4 separate regions of the Mus musculus genome follow, and all the other regions are linked to region 4. A link is a contact called in public ChIA-PET, HiChIP or PLAC-seq and promoter capture Hi-C data. All regions are on one chromosome and are shown on one strand. The core of a region is the stretch at or near the end of the contact, and the rest is flanking DNA. Distances in the headings are between cores, read along the strand shown.

Region 1 (3,271 bases), core at 634-3,133, 630 kb before region 4:
GATTTGTAGGATTTAGTGCAGTCTGTTACAGTTATCTCACTTATACTAGTTTGAAGTTTGATTTTGTATGTATATGTGGGTGTACATGTGTATGCATGTCTGTGTGTATGTTCACATGGGTATGCTCCTGTGTGTGTGTGTGTGTGTGTTTATGTGTGTCTGTGTGTTTGTGTATGCGCATGTGTGTCAAGACCAGAGATCAACTTCTAGTGTCATTCCTTAGGCACCATACATCGTGTTTTGTGAGACAGGATCTCTTATCAGGACCTAGGATTTAACATGTTCCAAAGCATAGAGTAGTTGAAGACTAATGAGTGAGGAGACTGGATCAGGGCCGTGTTCCATATAATGAAATTTTATCAGGTTTTAATCCAAAGAAGAACGGCTGTGGTTTATAGACTTAAAGATGAATAGGTATTTGAATTTTAACACCACACTACAGTCACCTTTTACATTAAATCATATGCTGGGAGGTGGTGTGGAAAATGGATCTGTAAGCTACAGGCCTTGTTATGCACCTTTTTTTTTCTTTTAAATTTTACTAACGATTAGAACTGAGGAAAATAATAGCTGATGATAGCTACAGTATGTTGTTTTTATGTACTTTACAGTTGCCTCAATAACCCTGTGAGATGGGTAAATGGGGAAACAAACAGGTTAAGTGATTTATCCAAAACCATACCCGTGGTAGCTGAGAGCTAATGAACAGCCTCAAGGAGAAACCTTCTGAGAAACTTGAGCAAGCTAGTTGATGAAATGTGTTTGAAGGCTAATGTCTCCTTCCAGCTGGTGTACTTAATCTGGTGTTATTCCCCAAGCCAAGAAAGATTTCTGATTGTGCAATTTGATAGAGGAGAAAACTTGGGTCCACACATGTGATGAGCAAATAGGAATAAACTCTAAATCTGCCCTACTGCAGAGCTCAGGCCCAGATAGTAACATTGCTCTAATATTTACCCGTTTGAAAAATCAAAGCAAACATTTCTGATGACACTGTTTAATAACTGGCTATGTTTGGATTGTTTTTTTTCCCATTTAAATTAAAAAAATTATATGTATAAGTGTTTTGCCTGCACATGTATGTTTTTGCACACCACCCATTTGCCACGTCAGTGGTGGCCAGTAGAGAGAGGACAGTGGATCCTCGGAGACTAGAGTTAGAGATTGTTTCTAGCTGTATGTGGGTGCTTGTAATAAAACTTAAGATTTCTAAAGAGTACACACTGCTCTTAACTGCTGAACCATCTTTCTAGCCCTTCATCTGGGGAAATATTAATAACAAGAGTTCTTGAGATTTTTGTTTAATTTCCTGAAGGTATGTCTCCAGCGTTTTTCTTAAGCATTTCAATTTCCTCTCTTCTCCAGTATACACTGGAGATGGCAGCTCTCAATCAGAGGTTTGTCCTGCCCACCCCTACCCTCTTGCGTCATACAGTAGTAACCGAAGATTTTTTGGGTTGCCACAACCGAGGGTGGCTTCTAAAGGCTAAAAATCATGGATGCTGCTAAACGACCTATAGTGACAGGTGATATTAGTGCCTCATTCTCAACACACACAGTATTATTATCCAGACAAAAACGTTAATATTAATATTGACAAGCCTTGCTCTAGCAACTTATGTTCACTTGGGGGAACACACACACACTGAGGAGTGTGTCAGCATAGATCTAGTCAGACTGCCGCAGACAGGCACCACGAATACGGACGCATGCACCCGTGACTGCAGCAGATTTCTGTTGCGCAGGCAGATTTGGATCGCTCCTGCGGGGGGGGGGCGGGGAGGGAAGGGGGGAGGGGGCGCATGCGCATGAGTAAGCTAGCCAGCTCCAGGGTAAGAATACACCTACTCGCGCGGCCATTTCCTGCAGCCGCTAGCTCAGGCTGAGGTGCCCGCTATGAAAGGAGAGTACAAAATGGCTGCTCCAGAGACCAGCTTCTAAGGGGCTCCTCCTGAGGCAGTGCTAGCTCCAGCCACGAGATGGCGCTGGAGGATCACAAATGGTCCCTGTTGCGCCAGTGCACTCCCGTTACCCATCCCCCTACTAGTAATGTCAGAGGGCGGTTGACTACAGTAGCCTACTTAGGAGTGACCAAACCCAAGGATAGTCCCCTTTCCTTTGATAAACAGTGGTTGATGGGCTTGAGGACAGACCCAGGTGACAAAGTTAATGTAAATGTCAGAAGCCTTAGGAGCTTTACCCAGTGTTCATTTGATTGTGCAAAGTGGACTAAATGCAGGGATTCTTGAGCTTGAATTTAAGCCCAAGGTAACTTTATGGGACCCTTGGATCACTCAGCTCTTACATGAACAATAATGGAAATAGTTTCCACCATAGACAGTTCAAAGAGTTAAATGGGTTTACATATGTAAAGCATGCAGGACACTGAGGAGTGTGTACAAAATATTATCAAATGCTACATTTATTCTTTATTTTATTTTATTTTATTTTACTTTTAATTTATTTTTTACACTCCATGTTCCATTCCCTGCTCCCCCCATCCACCCTCCAACTGCTCCATATCCCATACCTCCTCCCCACCCCACTCTGTCTCCACGTGGATGTCTCTACCCCACCCCACCTGAGCTCTAAACTCCCTGGGGCCTCCAGTCTCTTGAGGGTTAGGTGCATCATCTCTGAATGAACACAGACCTGGAAGTTCTCTGCTGTATGTGTGTTGGGGGCCTCATATCAGCTGGTGTATGTTGCCTGTTTGGTGGTCCAGTGTCTGAGAGATCTTGGAGGTCCAGATTAATTGAGACTTGCTGGTCCTCCTACAGGATCGCTCTTCTCCTCAGCTTCTTTCAGCCTTCCCTAATTCAACAACAGGGGACAGCTGCTTCTGTCCATTGGTTGGGTGCAAATATCTGCATCTGACTCAGCTGCTTGTTGGGTCCTTCGGAGGGCAGTCATGATAGGTCCCTTTTTGTGAGTGCTCCATAGCCTCAGTAATCAAATGCTACCTTTATAAAACCTTCAAGATAGATAAAGTTCTGCCAATTTTTTTTTTTGTTGTTTATTCAGTCATTTGATAGCACACCGTCTTACCTTTTTCCTTCAAAGTTTTGGTATCACATGTTAAATCTAAGACTTAGATTGTTTTCTTCTTTGTTGTGTTGCAAGTGTGGATTTTTTCTAGTTTGTATTTGACACACGAAGGTGAGTGTTAGACATGTACTCAGTGCTGGCAACTGTGGTCAGGCAGCAGATTACATTGCGTAGAAAGTGGCATTGTCTTCTTGTGCAGTATGTAGTTAGGTCAAAAATTGGC
Region 2 (3,188 bases), core at 317-2,816, 600 kb before region 4:
CTCTGACACTCCCCACGGTCCTGCCATTTGGTAGTCACTGAGCTGTGTGGAATTTGTTCTTGCTTGTTGGGATCATTTCTAGCTAGTAAGAAGTTGGGTGCCTTACCCTGGCCCTGTTGCCCTTCTGCAACACTCATGTCCCCTGTTCCTTTGTCTGGGCTGCCCCATGATTTTGTCAAAGTATCTCTGTTGCCTGCCACAGGAAGGAATTCCTGGCTGTCCTGAGCCTCTATTTCCTTGGGGTTAGGGTGGCTCACTGCCCAAGCCCCTCTCTCGTTCCCCGACTCCTGTGCTCTAACATAAGGTTTCTGCTCATCGGGTTCACTTTCAGCCCAGAAACCTGATTCCTTCCTCTGTCCCTCTTCCCCAGCACTGTGTCTCCAGAGCAGTCGCCTCCGTTTCACTGATGTCATCTCCTCTCCTGTGGTCTGGGTGCTGACCTCCCTAGAATCCTCTGCCTGGGTGACAACTTCATTTGCCGCCTCACATGCGCTGCTGTCCCTTCGTACCTGCTCCTGCTCCTCCACTACCACAGTGCTTTCCCACTCTTCCTCGTCTCGAGTAAGTTTCATTAATTCCAGAAAAGTAGGTGGGCACCCTTGCTGATCTAAGAGGGAGAGCTTTCCCCGAAGGCCAGTGGTCATGGAGACCTGAGATAAGACGTGCTTGAGACGAATTGAATCTGCACTGTGTGCTGACAGTGGGCTCTGCTGCACTGCTTTTTGCAGCAGGGGCTCTAAACGTAGCAAGTAGTCAGATACCTTCTCTGCAGGTTTCTGAGAAGACTGAAGGAACCTGAACTGTAAGACCTTAGAGTCCTCTTTATTTCCAAAGATGTGCTTTAGGGCTTTCAAGCACTGCTCCACGGTTAGGGAGTCATTGCTAGTCCACAGTGCCTGCATGATTGACAGGGCAGAGCCACGCAAGCTCTCTAGAAGGCACTGCTTCTTTTCCCTCTCGGACACCTGCCATAACTGCATCAGCTCAGTGACCTCCTCTAACCAGGTTTCAAAGCTTTCTTCTCCTGGGCCTGGAAAGGGACTGCCAGAAAATACTTTCAGTTTTTTGTAACATGTGCTATTATTACACAGAGACTTCAAGCCTTTTGGTTTGTCTTGGTCTAAATTCTTTAACTCTATTTTCCCTGTAGGAACAGTGCTAAACCCCAGGGCTTTGGCCACATCTACTATTCTCCGTCCTTCATCTCTTAGAAAGTAGATCAACTTATTCATAAACTCATCATCTGGGCTACGGGGTTTGACAACCACTTCCCAGGCCCCACCCTCTGCTGGTATATGAGTAGGCATCATAGTATAATCAACAACTTCAGGCAGTTCAATTAAGACTGCCTTAGCTTCATCTTCCCTCCTGAACATCCTGCCTATCACCTTGTATGCACACAAGGGAGGTAAGCCTTCTTTCAGAGCATCATTTATCGCAGCCTCAGTGTACTGCACGGGGATGCCCACAATGAGCACAGCCTTCTTGGGATCCAGATCCATCCCCTTACACCAGTCATCTAATAGAGCCACGGCCATTGTTCCCTCCCTCTATCAGCAGACCTAACACTAGGACTCAAAGATTCTAAACCAATGCCATATAGAAAGGCAGTGATGTCCTGGTTTCCACAACCTGAAATGCAAATGAAGTTAAGATGTTACTTAATGATTCCCATCACCTTTCCTTTTCCCAGACATTCAGTCTTGTTCAATCACAGAAAGCTCCCCAAACCTCACTGAACCCTGCTGACCTTTGGTTGCAGCAACCTCCTTGCAAGTCCAGGGACACTACTGTGCATTCTGCAAGTACCTGTGGGGAAAATGCCAATGTCAGGAGGCAAAGACCAATGCCAGTGGAGGAAAGAACAGGAGAGCACTCTGCCACCCACTCAGTGCTATATTGGATTTAACCCATTCCTTGTTAGGTTCAAGATTGGCAACACATAAACTCTCCTCCACCTGAAGAAATGCTCAACAGATAAGAAAGATGACTAGAACTCAGCAGATGTGATCACAGTGCTGAGTGCAAAGAACGTACGACAAGCTAAAGTATTGACATGGACACAAGAACAGTGTGAATCTAGATTTCTACCATAAGTTACCACATAGGTTAAGGCCTTTTATGGACAACAGGTGATGCCATGGTTCTCCAACTAATGAAGCATCTTAGCAACAGGTGTGGAGAGTAGGATAGGGCAGAGACTGAGGAGCGAGTGCTGATAAATTAAGCATATGGGTTTACAATAGTATGGAATCTGGAATCAGAGGCAAAAAAAAAAAAAAGACCCCAGAAAGTAAAAGACAACTCTCAGGTATGGCCCTACCCTGCAGTCTGTGAATCTTGGCAAGAAACCCCTTCACCAGTCTTCTGCTACAGTTAGAGGCTATTCCCAAAATAGATGCTCACCCTGCTGTCTTCTGTAGAGTGCCCCACTGAAGTGTGGCTATGGTGACTTTCCTGTGCTGGTGCTTGATCCTGGCAGTCTTCTGGCTCTATCCAGACAAGCAGTGCTGGTTCCTGCCCACTGATCTGTTCAAGGCAAGGCAAAGGAATATTTAACATGGTCTATCCTGAATGTCCCTGCCCACGCAGGCTGTGCTAATTCTGAGTCTGCTCAAGAATCTAAAGACAGCCCCTTGCTGGGTATGGCTGAGCACATCTTTAATCCCTGCACTTGAAGTAGGCTGGGGCTGATCTGTCAGTTTTGAAACCTAAGCGGGCAGTAGCTACTTTTTTTTTAATTAGATATTTTCTTCATTTACATTTCAAATGCTATTCTGAAAGTTCCCGAATATGTGGTCTTGCAAACTTTATATGCCTCAGTACGGAGGAATGCCAGGGCCAAGAAGTGGGAGTGTGTGTGTGTGGGGGGGTATGGGGGACTTTTGGAATAGCATTTGAAATGTAAATGAAGAAAATACCTAAGAAAGAAAGAGAGAGAGAGAGAGAGAGAGAGAGAGAGAGAGAGAGAAAGAGAAAGAAAGAGAAAGAAAGAAAGAAGGAAGGAAGGAAGGAAGGAAGGAAGGAAGAAAGAAAGAAAGAAAGAAAGAAAGAAAGAAAGAAAGAAAGAAAGAAAGAAAGAAAGAAAGAAAGAAAGAAAGAAAGAAAAAAAAGAAAAAAGTTCTTGCAGCCGGACGTGGTGGCGCACGGTGGCGCACGCCTTTAATCCCAGCACTCGGGAGGCAGAG
Region 3 (3,374 bases), core at 769-3,268, 590 kb before region 4:
TGAGCACTTGAAATCCCAAAGCCCAGCCTCAGGTAATAAATACACTCTCTCCAGTAATGCCAACCCCAATGAGAGGCATTTTCATTCAGCACAACACATTCTATTCTCTGGCCCTATAGATTGGTAGCTGCCTTCTTAGTTCATTTCTTATGTAAAGCAAAACAAACAAACAAACAAACACACACAGGGTTTACTTGTTTCTAGAGCGGCTAGGTTTCCTGCTGAGAAAGACACAGGCCCAGTTTCCCTTGCTGGCAGACCTTATGCTGAAAGAGATCAACTCATAAAACAGCTTTCGAACTAACTTTTTACTTCTCCTTCATTTTAAAGGAAACTGCTTTGCAGTGACTGCTCTTAGTAGTCAACCACCTATGCCTTGTGGTAGATAATTGGACAGGGAAAAAACATGTTTAAAGTTTATGTAAGTTCTGAAAAAAATGCTGTAAGGTGTATAAATACAAGTTATATGGATCCGAGAATGTGAACACTTTCTAAGCTGTGTGGGTCTACTGAAAGACCCACAATCTGAGGACTCCCCCACGTTCTGACTCAGGAGATGTGACACCCCAAAATCACCCACAAGAAACGGTCTTGCTGCAAACTGCAAGAGGATTTTTATTCAAGAGCGCTCTCAGCCCCACAGTCATACACCACGCAGGGGTAGAGGACCGTGGCGCCCTGAGTAGCTGGGGTATTTAAAGGCAGAAACCACAACTCAAGGAAGTGGGGAGGGCGTTGTTGGAAAAAAATACCAAAGATACCAGTTAAGAGTCACAAGGAAGTGCAAAGTCACAAGTGTCACAAGGAATACCTGGTATTTGTTCAGGTTATCTCTCAAGACAGTTTCTAAGAGCCCCTAACAATAGCACATTCTTTGAATGAACACTCTTTGAACCCAGGAAGCAGGTGGGTGGAGGAATGTGGCTATCTGTTTTATGATTAGCATACCTTGGAGCACTGAGTCACAGAGGTCACATTCCCAAGCCTGGGCCTAAAGGCCTAGAATTTTGTTTTTACGTTTTACTTTTTCACTACAAAGTGTTTAAGATGTGTAAATGCAGGTTATAAAGTGAAAGGGGGTGACAAGGTATGTAAAAATGTTTCATATTTCTTTCCCTCTCTGTGCTATTGTTATACTGAGATTCCAAAAAGTCACAAGCTCGAGATTTTAAATTTTCTTTGGTTGTTTTCTAAGTATAGGTTTAAAAGTGCTGGCAGTGGTGGCGCACACCTTTAATCCTAGTACTTGGGAGGCAGAGGCAGGTGGATTTCTGAGTTCGAGGCCAGCCTTGTCTACAGAGTGAGTTCCAGGACAGGCAGGACTACACAGAGAAACCCTGTCTCGAAAAACAACAACAAAAGTGCTCCTCTTAAAATTCATGTGAAGCTCCTATCAGCTGGAAGTTGTAGAAAATGACTATGCTGCCCTTTACTATCAGATGCTAAGCACTAGGCACTGGTGGGCAATGGCAGCGTCTGCTTGCATCCTCTTTTTCATATACCACCTGTTTCATAAAAAATAAGATATCAAAGGGAAGTCAGAAGATATGCATATAAACCCCATCATCGACATTGTTTTCATAGCTTTCTAGTTTGTTTCTCTTTTTTTCTTTTTGCACTTTATAGTGTTTGTGTACATGATCTCATTGGAAATACACACTTTAAGATGTAAAAGGGGACGGGGATGGGGGGTGGGGGGAGTAGACCAGTTTTTTCAAATTCCGGAGACATAAGAAACAGAAACAGAACATATATATCTGTTTGTGTGTTCTGTGTGTTGACTCCATAGCAGACTAATCAAGCGTTTAAAGCCTAAATTTTAGTGATCTACAAGCCTGTGATGAGCGCAGGCGCATGAATATACCAGGGGCAGTCGCTAGCAGAGCCGGAGACTAAGTAAGAGTACGCTTGCGCAAGCAGCCATTTCCTGCAGCCTTGAGCTCAAGTCGCACTGACCCCAGGGAAAAGCGACAGTACAAACCGTGAAATGGCTGCTAATGAGACTGGCATCTGCCGAACCTTTCCTGAGGCAATGTCCGGGCTGACCGCTAGATGGTGGTAGATGACCACAAATGGTCCTGGCTGGCCCAGCGAGCTCCTGCTGCCCATCCCCCACTCCCATTTCTCCTATCTCAGGAGGTGGTTAGCTATGGTGGAGGACTCCAGGGTTTCTTCACATGGGCAGTCTGCTGAAGCAACTGCATTACTTGTCCTGATCTCAAAAAGACAGCCCTTCTTTTTTCCATCCCCCACTAATGAGTTCAGCTCAGCCACGCCCCAGCTCTGTTGTGGGAGTTCAGTTCCCTGTGCATTTAATAAGCAGGGGGTGGAGTGTGGTTGGGGGATTGGGAATGAGGTCAGGGTGTGTGTGTGTGTGTGTGTGTGGTGTGTGTGTGTGTGTGTGTGTGTGTGTGTGTGTGTGAGAGAGAGAGAGAGAGAGAGAGAGAGAGAGATTAGGCCTAGCTGTGGAGCCACATTTTGTCTAGTCCCAGTGGTCATGGAGCCTCTATTTGTTTAAATGTAAAAACAGAAGTGGAAGAGCAAATTTGTCAGAGCCAGGGCTTTTTTTTTCCTACCTGTTTTTTTTTCCTTTGACAGTTATATACCCAGGCAGTATATTGTAAACTGTTATAATATTCACTTCCCATTAGACTATGCTAGCCCTCCTTCCCTCTCTCTGAACTCCTTCCCACCTGGTCCTGACAGTTCCTCCACTCATTTTTTTAAAAACAATCTCTCTCTCTCTCTCCCCTCCCCCCTCTCTCTCTCACACACACACACACACTGCATTGCTATACACAACCTTCCATCACACTCTGCTATTACTCTTCCCTTCTCTCCAAACTCCTTCCTCCCATCAAGTCCCAGCAGTGGCTGCCCCTATTAGAGAAAAAAAAACTTCCTTCACTAACAACTATTGCCAATAGCTCCTGAGGAAATAATGAGGCCACATGGGCATCTCCCCTGTCCACGGTGGAAAGTTGGAAGGCCCAGTCATGTGCAGGTATCCATAGTCTAGCTTTTAAGTCCTTACCTGTCTTCTGTTATGTTCCTTAGGCCTGGAGAACAGATAAGAAGCTGAGCATGCTCCAGTCACTTACTCTCAGTACATTGGGCAGTTATGCATATCTGTATTAGCCATCATTCCCTACAAAAAGGAGGAAACACCCTCATTGCTCTCTATTGATCATATTACTGGATGGTGCTATGTGAGCTGCCAGTGGAGAAAAGGCACCAGGGAAGTTATCCAGTGGCAGATCATGTCTGCTAGAACCCTGACCAGTCAGACAAGATGTGACTCATGGTATGATAGTGAAACAGTTATTTGTGCATAATAAACCACTCTGTGATAGGATTTCAGGTTTATTCCATGG
Region 4 (3,320 bases), core at 543-3,042:
GGGGGGGGAGGTGTTAGTAGAGGCAGGCGAGGGGAGGCCTTGGCTGCACCGAACCCTGCAGTGCGGGGGTGGCAACAGGTTCCCATTTGTCCAGTTTGCTGGCACTGCAACGAGGCATGCGTTGGGCACTGAGCACTGACTTTGGAGACGGAGCATCAGTCATCCTCTCCTATCCTATGCTAGAATTGGGGCCTTGCCAGCAGGCGCCTGGGACTAGGTGTAGGGAAAATATTCTTCAGGTGTGGACAGGAGTGGAACGGGTTATTGATGCCTAGGCTCCCCGTACCTTCATGGAGAGGTGCCTCTCTCCCATGCTCATCCTCCAGGGCAGTTCCTATCACTTCCTCTAGAAAGCCTACTCCGGAGAGCACAGCTAGATTTCTGGGAATACCAGTATTTCCCTCTTGTTGGAGATCCTCCCTCCAAGTACACAACCTCCAGGATTGGGAGGGTAAGATACTGTCTCTTCAGCTGTCTGCATCCATGGCCTCATGCCACCACTAACTTGTCCACAACATAATCAAGCCCCAGTCAGCTCTTGCCAACACTTGGCGTTCTCATTTTGAGAACATTCTACTAATGTAGTGACTGGGAAGTATTTCCCTATTTTTTTGAATTGGCTTTCCTTCCATGCCTGAGCTTCAACCTTTCCCCATATATTCTTACCCCATCACATTCCTTCCTTTGGGCAGAGTATGCAGTCCTTGAGTTCCTTACCCATTTATCTACGGGGTCTTAACCCTTTGATTATTTTGTGCGAGCTTTATCTTATCTGTTGTGTGTTTTCCTTTAAAACTGTTATTTGCTTTTCTTGGGCTTTTAGCAGAGAAAGGACACATGGCCAGATGGGGCTTTTTTAGAAGCCTCCCCTGCCTCTCCTTTCATTGTCAGCACTTATCACCCCGATATCTGGTCCAGTGCCTTTGCTTATTGTTAGTGTGTCCTGCTGGACTAGAACACCCAGGCAAGGAGAGCCCTTGTGTGTCTTTCCTGTTCATCACCTGTCCAGTGGGCTGGCTGGAGGCCACCAGCCTTAGTGGACTGAATGGTGCTCTGGAATGGGGCAGGGTGGAGACACGCTGAAGTTTCAAAAACTGGGACAGTGACTTGTATAGTCATGACCACTAGAAAAGCCAGAAGGAGAATGGGGATGGGGACATATTGCAGTAAAACGACTTCTTTCCACGTGGATCCATCCAGGGGCTTATGGGAAAGAGGCTTTGGGGAGGCGCCCCTCTTCACCTGATAAGAGCACAGTGTCTCAGTTTAGAGTTGGGTGCTCGGAATTCTTGTGTACCTTTAGCTAGGCCTGTACAAATGAAGCCCAGATGGAAATAGCACACCCAGGAGCTGCCTTGTGCCTTCAGTTTTTTAGTGGCATCTCACAGTAAAATACATTAGAAGGCTCTGATTGGCCCATTATACAGATGGGGGCCATCTAGTTCCAGGTAGTTCAGCATTATTGAGTTGTTTGAGACAGTTTCTGGTTCTGGGGCTCTGGGCTTTTGTCCCCACCCCTCTTCCTGCTTCCAGGGACCAGACTGGCGCCAAGCAGGGGCAACTGCAACATGTCCCCTGCTGGGCCCCCGACCTGCCCTTGGCCTCTGCCCTGACCCTGTCCCGCCTGGGTGGAAGCCCTAGCTCAGCCTGCGGCTTGCAACTCCCACCAGGCTTTTCCTTAGCCCTGGTTGGCTCTCCTGCTCCCTGAGCCCGCCCCACCGCCCCGCCCCGTCCCGCCCCTTTGAGCTGCTACTTAGTCGGTCCGAAGGCAGAGCCTTCCAAGGTGGAATCTGGATTCTGCTGCCAGGAAGCGGCCGGCGCACGAGTGGCGCGAGGCTTGGCTTCCACGTGCGAGCCTGCTCCACCACCCCGCCCTCTCCGAGCGCCCAAGCCTGGGGGATCCGTCTCCATGAACGATACCTACGCCCTGCCGTGGCACTAGCTGTGGCCAGGACGTCCGGGTGCAGTCGCCTGCCTCTGGATCTCGCTCCAGGTCTCTCCTTTTGTTCTCTCCTGGGGTGGGTAGGAGTGGGGCCGAGTCAGCTCTTACGGGACTCGCCGAGGCCCACAACCTCGGTGACCCTCTTGTTCTCTGGGTCTTCCGGGCTTTAGAGGAGAGCCGGGCCTTGAACCCAACTTCTCCACACATCCAAAATTGAACTTGGGGAGTGATGGAGATCAGAGCAAATGAGAAAGTCAGAAAAGGGGTGTGGAGGGAACTGGTTTTAGTCCTCCTAGCACTTCAGAGACCGGTAGACGCCCAGCTATCTTCTGGGGTATGTCTCACGAAAACTCCATGTAAGCGGGGCAGGGAGCAGCGCCCAAGTGGCGGCAGCCTCGGGTCTTTTTCCAGGGGCGCCTTCCTTGGTGTTCTCACTGTGGGTGGAGCGCGAGGAGAGAAGCAGGCGGTAGAGGAATGTCCCTGCGGGGACACTGAAAGCCTGCCCTCAGGACAGGGGTTGACTTCCCGCCTCAGTAGCCTGATCCACGCTGCAGGAGTAGAGACAAACTTGCCCTCACTCCGCGCCTTGCCTCTCTCCACAGCACCCACTGCCCGACGTGCAGGACGCTGCGCGACCATGGAGAGTCTGAGTCGGTCATGCCTGTGGCTGCGTCAGGAGCTGTCGTCCCCGCGCCCACAGCTTCTGCTGCTGGACTGCCGCAGCCGGGAGCTGTATGAGTCGGCGCGCATCTGCGGGGCGCTGAGCGTGGCCCTGCCCTCGCTGATGCTGCGCCGCCTGCGGAGGGGGAGCATGTCGGTGCGGTCGCTCTTGCCTGGGCCACCACTGCAGCCTCCCCCACCGGCCCCTGTGCTCCTGTACGACCAGGGTAGCAGTGGCCAGTGCCATCGTGAAGCAGCGGAGGCTGAAGCGAAGGCCGAACCTAAGGCTGAAGCGGAGGCCGAACCTAAGGCTGAAGCGGAGGCCGAACCTAAGGCTGAAGCGGAGAACGAAGCGGAGGCTAAAGCGGAGGCCAAAGCGGAGGCCAAAGCGGAGGCTAAAGCGGAGGCCAAAGCGGAGGCCAAAGCGGAGGCCAAAGCGGAGGCTAAAGCGGAGGCCAAAGCGGAGGCCAAAGAAGAGTGGGATGCTGACTCGGTGCTGGGCGTCCTGCTCCAGAAGCTGCGGGAAGAAGGCTACCCAGCATACTACCTACAGGGTAAGTGAGGGTCAGTGGCCTGAGAGAGCACTCTGGAGAGGCCTCAGGTCAGGAGAAAAGATCCTTCTTTCCAAGGGGATTTCATAATTACTTTATCCTTCAGCAAACTCAATCTTATTTTGTCTAAAATATAGGGTAAGCGCCTCCCTCCTGATAACCTGCCC

What was found. Promoter capture Hi-C pulls out the DNA fragments that hold promoters and counts their contacts. ChIA-PET counts read pairs in DNA pulled down with a chosen protein or histone mark. HiChIP or PLAC-seq counts read pairs in DNA pulled down with a chosen protein or histone mark.
Region 1: a contact with region 4 is called in an RNA polymerase II ChIA-PET map of memory CD8 T cells, with 10 read pairs. The contact joins the enhancer-like site here to the promoter of Dusp9 in region 4. A contact is called at or near these places in 8 of 39 promoter capture datasets (the 3T3-L1 cell line, the HPC-7 cell line, cranial neural crest and 3 more), 11 of 484 Hi-C or Micro-C datasets (CD4 T cells, the G1E-ER4 cell line, beige adipocytes and 6 more) and 6 of 115 datasets of contacts at active chromatin or transcription factors (embryonic stem cells, extraembryonic endoderm stem cells, memory CD8 T cells and 1 more).
Region 2: a contact with region 4 is called in a promoter capture Hi-C map of the SN4741 cell line, with 6 times the contacts expected there. The contact joins the promoter of Pnma5 here to the promoter of Dusp9 in region 4. A contact is called at or near these places in 10 of 39 promoter capture datasets (the 3T3-L1 cell line, the C10 cell line, the HPC-7 cell line and 6 more), 3 of 15 datasets of contacts at CTCF or cohesin (the NIH/3T3 cell line, large pre-B cells and pro-B cells), 7 of 484 Hi-C or Micro-C datasets (B cells, bone marrow-derived macrophages, common lymphoid progenitors and 3 more), 5 of 115 datasets of contacts at active chromatin or transcription factors (embryonic stem cells, extraembryonic endoderm stem cells and stem cell-derived neural progenitor cells) and 5 of 9 other capture datasets (adipose tissue, embryonic stem cells, liver and 2 more).
Region 3: a contact with region 4 is called in an H3K27ac HiChIP or PLAC-seq map of trophoblast stem cells, with 9 read pairs. The contact joins the enhancer-like site here to the promoter of Dusp9 in region 4. A contact is called at or near these places in 11 of 39 promoter capture datasets (the C10 cell line, the HPC-7 cell line, the SN4741 cell line and 6 more), 2 of 484 Hi-C or Micro-C datasets (both in embryonic stem cells), 4 of 115 datasets of contacts at active chromatin or transcription factors (embryonic stem cells, extraembryonic endoderm stem cells, stem cell-derived neural progenitor cells and 1 more) and 2 of 9 other capture datasets (adipose tissue and embryonic stem cells).

Annotation. Positions count from the first base shown.
Region 1 is chrX:73,006,353-73,009,623 of GRCm38.p6, forward strand. The region is part of intron 12 of Zfp185 (zinc finger protein 185); the gene reads left to right. Among named protein-coding and RNA genes, the nearest start is that of Mir2137, 16 kb to the left of the region's middle. Within about 2 kb of position 1,884, at least 324 of the 459 cell types and tissues checked have an H3K27ac peak or open chromatin away from gene starts, as enhancers often do. A contact at or near this core is called in the G1E-ER4 cell line, the HPC-7 cell line, beige adipocytes and 5 more, where this site is marked.
Region 2 is chrX:73,035,537-73,038,724 of GRCm38.p6, forward strand. Pnma5 (paraneoplastic antigen family 5) reads right to left here and starts at 1,567. Exons shown (of 2, transcript NM_001100461.3): 1 at 1-1,567. The coding sequence starts at 1,538. It overlaps Gm52421 (a long non-coding RNA gene), which reads left to right and starts at 484. Exons shown (of 2, transcript XR_003953046.1): 1 at 484-561.
Region 3 is chrX:73,052,048-73,055,421 of GRCm38.p6, forward strand. No RefSeq gene overlaps it. Among named protein-coding and RNA genes, the nearest start is that of Pnma3, 11 kb to the right of the region's middle. Within about 2 kb of position 2,019, at least 73 of the 459 cell types and tissues checked have an H3K27ac peak or open chromatin away from gene starts, as enhancers often do. A contact at or near this core is called in trophoblast stem cells, where this site is marked.
Region 4 is chrX:73,637,649-73,640,968 of GRCm38.p6, forward strand. It overlaps Dusp9 (dual specificity phosphatase 9), which reads left to right and starts at 1,793. Exons shown (of 4, transcript NM_029352.3): 1 at 1,793-1,993; 2 at 2,545-3,156. The coding sequence starts at 2,580.